Linked DNA regions of Danio rerio: region 2 is linked to region 1. A link is a contact called in public Micro-C data. All regions are on one chromosome and are shown on one strand. Each heading gives the region's core, a stretch centred on a gene start, on an enhancer-like site or on the middle of the called end of the contact. The rest is flanking DNA. Distances are from core to core; before and after follow the strand shown.

What was found. A called contact is a pair of places that touch in the nucleus more often than the background predicts.
Region 2: a Micro-C map of caudal fin shows a contact between it and region 1, with 7 times the contacts expected there. The contact joins the promoter of actb1 here to the promoter of fam83gb in region 1. A contact is called at or near these places in 2 of 18 Hi-C or Micro-C datasets (caudal fin and an unstated tissue) and 1 of 4 datasets of contacts at active chromatin or transcription factors (caudal fin).

The regions. Positions count from the first base shown.
Region 1 is chr1:9,567,392-9,571,031 of GRCz12tu, reverse strand. It overlaps fam83gb (family with sequence similarity 83 member Gb), which reads left to right and starts at 1,860. Exons shown (of 6, transcript XR_011015236.2): 1 at 1,860-3,076. All of the region lies in intron 9 of slc5a10 (solute carrier family 5 member 10), which reads right to left.
Region 2 is chr1:10,082,763-10,086,402 of GRCz12tu, reverse strand. It overlaps actb1 (actin, beta 1), which reads left to right and starts at 1,575. Exons shown (of 6, transcript NM_131031.2): 1 at 1,575-1,673; 2 at 2,642-2,766; 3 at 3,166-3,405. The coding sequence starts at 2,644. LOC137495411 (a long non-coding RNA gene) reads right to left here and starts at 1,490. Exons shown (of 4, transcript XR_011015240.2): 1 at 1-1,490.

The DNA of each region.
Region 1 (3,640 bases), core at 611-3,110:
ATAGATCTACTGAAAGAAAGAAAATATTATTTTACAAACTGTATTGTAAATAAATGAAATGAACATTTTCATATTCGTCAATAATATTACTGACATTATTTTTAAAAACTGAATAAATATTAATGTACCCACATATACACAAGTAAATAAATAAACTAAATGATGGGCTAAAAAATCTGGATTTCTGCTTGTGCAGATTTCGTGTGAGCCTAGTTATAACTAAGTTATGGTTATAACTAAGTTTATAGTTATAACTGATATAAATTATAACTTATTAGTTATAACTACTTTATCACCTAAGTTGTTACTTAACTTAAATTTTAAACAAGGAACAATTAATAAACAAAACATTTCAGAAAATGCTAGAACAAATAATATAAATTATTTATAAGATAAATTAATAAATATAAGATACTGTCGCCTCACAGCAAGAAGGTCGCTGGTTCGAGCCTCGGCTGGGACAGTTGGCTTTTCTGTGTGGAGTTTGCATGTTCTCCCAGCGTGCGCATGGGTTTCCTCTGGTTTCCATAGTTTAAAGACATGTGGTATAGGTGAAGTGGGAAGGGTAAATTGTTCGTATTGTATTAGTGTAAATGAGTGTGTATGGATGTTTCCCAGAGATGGGTTGCAGCGGAAGGGCATCCGTTGTGTAAAGTATATGTTGCATTAGTTTGCGGTTCATTCCGCTGCGGTGACCCAGGAAATAATAAAGGGACTAAGCCGAAGAGAAAGACATAAGATTCTGTTACATATACAGTACAGTGACAGCAGTAACTTCGTTTGTGCATTTTATGCACAAGTATTTTTGTCTATCAAACTGAAATATTTACTTTTACTAATACAAAGTCTTGTTAAGACTGGGAACATTGATTTTATTGGAACTTAAGATAGAATCTGAATAAATATTTTGGGGTTTAGCATAAAAATAAAAAAAAGCTGAATAACGATGGAACATTGCTTACGAAAACAATGGTAACCACAAATTAGTTTTCTAGTAGGGCTGCACAGTACATCATTCCTTTCAGCATCGATATCGTATTGTGATCATTCACAATAGTCACATCGTGAGAATACAGTCTGGAGATGAGTCTGGATTAAAAATTATTATTTAGAAGGTTTTTTTTTTCTTTTTTTGGCCAGTGACTGTGAAGTTTTTAAAAGCATTCAAGCATAACAAATTGTACCACTTGTACCTTTGACAAATTAACAACAATTCATGTTATGGAATTGTTTATAAAATGGAAACAATGCAGTATTATTTTACATTTGATTATTCAAATTACTGTATACCTGAATGCAGTTTGGAAAACGCTGTTCATTGCATCTTTTCTTTATTGAACTTATCTATACTTGTAGATTGTTTATTATATCTGTATGCATTCCTCTACAGAATCACCCTAATCAATATCTGAAATTATAAATTTTTTCCAAATAGTTCAACTCAAAATTGTGAAATTGTGTTTATATTGCCATAAAAAATCGCAATGTTCGATTTTTCGTGCAGCCCTATTTTCTAGCATAGCATGGGTTTTGTTAATCTGTGGTCACACAAATCAAATGGCAATCGCCAAAACACGGTTAATAGCCTACTATAGGTATATCTATATTTTAATAAAAAGGTTTAAATTTCTCATGGAAGTTCAGTTGTGTCTGACAACCAGTCCTCCTATTGTTCATTCAACTTTTTGTCTATCTGTCTCCAGAAGCTACATTGTTGCCAAAGGTCTGGTGGGAAATAGGAACTGTCTGTTTCACTTTCTACAGTTTCCTGTCACTTTTTTTCCCGGATACCCCGCCCAAACCCACGTAGCTGTTGACTCAGCCGTGTAATATTCGGACAGGACGCCGCGTCATCGACCCTCATGCAACCCGACGTCTGGCCTCTTCCTCTTTGTAGCTCAGAGTCAGCAGAAGTGGCGCAAAGTCACGCAAAAACTCCACGGAAATTTTTAACCGGACATTATTAAAATCGGACAGAACGCGAAAGTTATGCTCAGCTGTCAACACTGTAGTGACAATCCGTAAACTTTGTTTTACGATGGTTGTTGTTGTTTGCTCGTCGGAGTCGGTGATATCGAGGCTTTCTGCTTTTGTGGAAGAGCCTGAACGCGGATCCAGTCGGCGTGGCTGAAGCCTGTTGGGCGCGTGTATGTGTGTGTGTGTGTGTGTGCTCCTCCCGGTCAGGTGACTGAGGTGTGTCTAATCACTAGAGCCTCTGGAGATGCTTTGTTCGACTCTACCTGTTGTCAACTGAAAGATGATCTGCTGCGGCTCTGCGGTCAACTGCGTTCTGTACTGAAGTAGGACTACCCGGGGTAACATGATCAAGTAACATCTGAGGGGCAGTTTCTATCTTTAGGACACAGTTTTACCTTGATGTAAATATATAAAAGGATTCTATACGACCGCCAATCCGCATTATTTGACAACAAAGTGCTTCCTTTAATATGGAAACGCTTTACACGAGGAACTTTTCCAGCCGTTAACGGAGGAAACACTTTTCCCCAAGACTTCATTTTGGGGGATTACAGTAGCTCTTAACTAATTACATTACTTATAACTCGAAGAAAGAATCTCCTTCTTTTATAAGCAATTTTGGATTGTTTTTGGAAACACAATGGCTCTCTCTCAGGTTCAGTGTCTTGATGACAATCATGTGAACTGGCGTCTAAATGAGTCCAAACCGGAGTTTTTCTACAGCGAGGACCAGCGGCTCGCTCTTGAATCTCTTGCCACGAAAGGACGCGACGCGTTTGACGCCTTTGTGAAGGAGCGTGAACTGCGTCCTTTCCTATCGGAACCCGAACTCGAGATGTTTCGCAGGAGCATAGAAGAGTATAAACCCGGCTCTGAGCATCAAAAACAGGATGGTATGACGGAGGGAGAGGACAGGGCAGTGTCTTTACAGTACTGGCCGGATCGCTCTGACACATCCATACCGAATCTGGATCTCGGATGGCCCGACTGCAATTCTTACCGCGGAGTGACGCGTGTTAATGTGTACACGCAACCGCCGATTGACGGACAAACGCATATAAAAGAGGTTGTGAGAAAGGCCATCGCGCAAGCACAGAAGGTTGGTAAACTAGACAATCTTGAAAAGCACGATTGTACTGTATGGTCACTCTGTCCCAGAAACTGTAGACCCTTAAAAGATAAGCACTAAACCGGTTCTTTTGTGATCATCATCTGACTATTGAGGTGAAGTTGGTTTTATATTCACACGTTCTGACTTTCTCCTTAATTCTAACATTTTAAGAACATTATTCTTTGGTAATTCCTAACAGTGAAATCATATTAGCAGCCAATGAATATCAAAGTACAACATTGTTCACGGTCAAATAATCGTGCTAAAGTTGTTTTGAAGTAATGCTTACATGATTTCAGACCGAATATTCAGTAGGGTTCAGGGTTTACACTCACCCATAAGCAAGTATGTAAATATATATTCTATAAGTGCAGTTAAATACTTCTTAATCCCCACTGATAATTTGGACCAAGCTAGGTTCAATTAAAAAAATCATTTGAATAAAGGGATAGTTCACCCACAAATGAAAACGTTTCAAACCTTTAATAATTTTTTCGTCTGTTGAATGAAAAAGTTTTTTTTTTAGAATATTTAGAAGAAAGCTGGAGGTCT
Region 2 (3,640 bases), core at 326-2,825, 520 kb before region 1:
TTTAGTCCCCTTTTTGGTTTCATGCTGATAAGATAAGAATTGCAAAGCACCATGGATAGGGCGTGCTGCCACGCGTCTCAGATTGCCCAAGCTGAAGGCAGGACATTTAAAACTGGGATTAACACCTATTTATGACCCCTTGGTTCCTCTGAAAAACCGGAATATGCTAAAGAATTTACATATTTTCAATGAAAAGTCATATTAAATCAATTTGGGATCTCGTTTAGCCTAAATAGGAACCCTTTCTAGTATTTTTTTTTCCTTGAAGCCATTAGCCTAGCCTATCAGTGTCACATTACTTTATCGAATGTAAACTAAACAGTCTGTGCTTCAAAACATTCACGACATATAGTGTTATTCAATAGTTTATATTATCAGTCTTTTTAAGTAACAGGGTATGTAGGCTGATTTTTTTTGTGCACTCTTCAGATTCCAGTAATGCAGCAGCGTGAAGCGTCATCGGTTTATGACGTAATTACGCAAAAGCCGGCTTGACAGGAAGTGTTGTTTTCTATGGAGCACCGTGCCCTTGTTTTGTATCCCCTGCTTTGCAGATAACCAGATAAAATGAAATATGCTTAATACGGTTGCATCTAACATGCCGAGCGGCGATGTAACAGACGCCGATCTGAGCAACAACAAAACAATAGTCAATATTTCATTAATTTCCGAATGACTCCTGATCTTCTGCAGCTTTACATCCATGATATTATAAACAGCAAAGCATTATGCACAAAAGCAACCTACGATTGAATTAAACAGTGCAATGTTCACAAATAAAGCCTTTTTTAAATATGCTTTTACATTATGTTTTATAGAGTCACGAGAAGTACCTGTACTTTAAATGGGAGCCACGCCCACGTTGTTCATCAAACTAACCTAATAAAATGACACACTTAAAATGTCTTCTCAAGAATTAATCGTAAATGAGTCGTTTTCAACTAGCTGTCAAACATTAACTGAAATGTAAAGCAGATTAGTGTATAACGTTAATCAAATAATGATTTCTTCTCTGTTCTACCAATAATGGCTCTTGTATAACGTTAGTTTACACATTGTTGTCATTTATAGAGCTGAAACATACAGTAAAATACAATATAAGTTTAAATACTATTGGACAATGTCGTACTGCTATGTTTAAACGTCCTGTCATTCCTGCAGCCTAAGTACAGCTTATATAAATGCAACTTTACATCATGCATTGCTCGTTTTTCACAGAAATAATAAACTATTTAACGTTACTCGCTGTATGTGAGGTTATTTAAAAGTAACGTTAAGCCACAGACATGAAGTCTAGCATCCTTTACTGATTTAACTGTGTTCCAATCCAAATGATATACATATCCTTAATTCAAGTGTTACATCTGCCAATGCTGTGTCAAATCAACTTATCGTGTATTTCCTTATCAAATTATTTCGCCTTTTCGCCGATCCCTGACATACATTATTTCAACCCAGAACTTGAATTTCAAGCAACTAGCTTGAAACTCGCCAAGTGGACGACGGCTGGCCAATCAGACCGCTCGCTGCCGAAAGTTTACCTTATATGGAAGGAGCCGGCCGCAGTGCCGGCTATAAAGCTGTGACCCACCTCACGCTCAGCATTGTGAGTTTTCAGTGCACGCTGAGAAGATCTTCACTCCCCTTGTTCACAATAACCTACTAATACACAGGTGAGAATGCTTTTATATTAATATTTACTGGTATTTGGAATAATTTAGTAATGCTTATGATGATTATTGGAGATTTATTTATTAAAGCTATATTTCATTTTGCTTGCTGATCGGATTTGAATTGAAGTCTTGGTCCTGTCTGCCTAAATATGTACTTTGCTGTTGATTTTTACAACGCTGAATAAGTTATGCTGATTTTTGTGCTTGTGTTTTATTAATGGTTTTAACCGGTAGCAGTTCCAGCTTTCAAAGCTAACGTTAGAGTAATACAACTGTAAAGCCTTCTACATAAAGCGATTTATTAAATTCATATTTGGTAGTAAATTGATTTTTAATGTAAGGTTTAATTTAAATGTGGATTTATTAATCAACGTTAACGTTAGTATCATCAACGGCAGTGTTCGCAGTTTGAATGGTGGGTGTGGCTACTATAACGCATTAACCGGTATCACTGCCGTTTAATTCGTGTGCACGGTCAAATATATATAAAAGCTTTTAAAGTTTCTTGTTTGTCTGTAACGTTGTTGGGATTTCATAAACTTGTCAGTCACACACGAAGTTAAAGATTATTGCAGCACTTCTAGTTCGTTAAAGTTAAGTTACTCTTTCTGTTGAAATGGCTTCGTTTTATTTCCTTTTCAAAAGACAAGAGCGTGTTTTAGTGAGCACCGGGATTTCACTCGTGGCGTTGTAAAGCGCTTATCTCGGCCTTTGAGACCGGGAGGGAGTGGTCGCGTCCGTTGGTCTGATTCCACGCGCTGAATCGGCGGCATTGAGCTGCTCTAACTTATTGCCATATAAGGCAATAGTGAGGCTGCCTGGCCACTTCCTTTGTCTCAAATCTCTTGGTTTCAACCCTGCGCCTTTGCGCCGCCTACTGGCCAGACGTCACAAATCCATCAGTCATCACCGCCTATAAAAGACACTACCCATTCATATTTTAACAGTTTCGCTTTTTTTCCCTACAGCCATGGATGAGGAAATCGCTGCCCTGGTCGTTGACAACGGCTCCGGTATGTGCAAAGCCGGTTTTGCTGGAGATGATGCCCCTCGTGCTGTTTTCCCCTCCATTGTTGGACGACCCAGACATCAGGTACATTTAATAAACCATCCTAATAACATGTTAATCATATTGAACCACATTAAACTCTCATTTGTGCATTTTACATCTTTTAAAATCGATTTATATTCGTTTTTAGATAATGAAGTTTATTAAAGTGTTAATTCACAGCTTTATTGCCTGTTTTGAGAATCTGCTTGCATAAGTGATTTTTAAACTTGATCTGATTCTCGTTTGTTTCGAAGTTCTTCAGCTTTGAAAGTCAGATCTAATAAAAGTTAATTTAAGCGTTCATTACAATAAATTCAAGTGAATCTGTTTTAAGCTAACCTTCAACGTTTTTAAATTCCTTCAAACAAATTGGTTCCTCTTTGCAGTTCCTCATTTCTCGGTGAGCTGGTGCTTTAATCCCTTTACTTTTTCTTCCTCTAGGGAGTGATGGTTGGCATGGGACAGAAAGACTCCTATGTGGGAGATGAGGCCCAGAGCAAGAGAGGTATCCTGACCCTCAAATACCCCATTGAGCACGGTATTGTGACTAACTGGGATGACATGGAGAAGATCTGGCATCACACCTTCTACAATGAGCTCCGTGTTGCCCCTGAGGAGCACCCTGTGCTGCTCACTGAGGCTCCCCTGAATCCCAAAGCCAACAGAGAGAAGATGACACAGGTGTGTTCCTGTGATCAATTTGATTTTCATATTGCCTTATTTGGCTTTCTTCCCCTCTTTGTTCACTTCCTTTCTGTCCATTTCCTCTTAGGCTCTGTCACTTGCCATGATCTCTTGATAGGAGGTTCAAAAGGTTCATCCCTATTTTTTCATTCCTTTTCCCCCTCTTGCATGGTAGCTTCTAACCTTAACTCTCCACAGTTGAGCGTTTTAGCATGGTGTGTTGGAGGCTTTC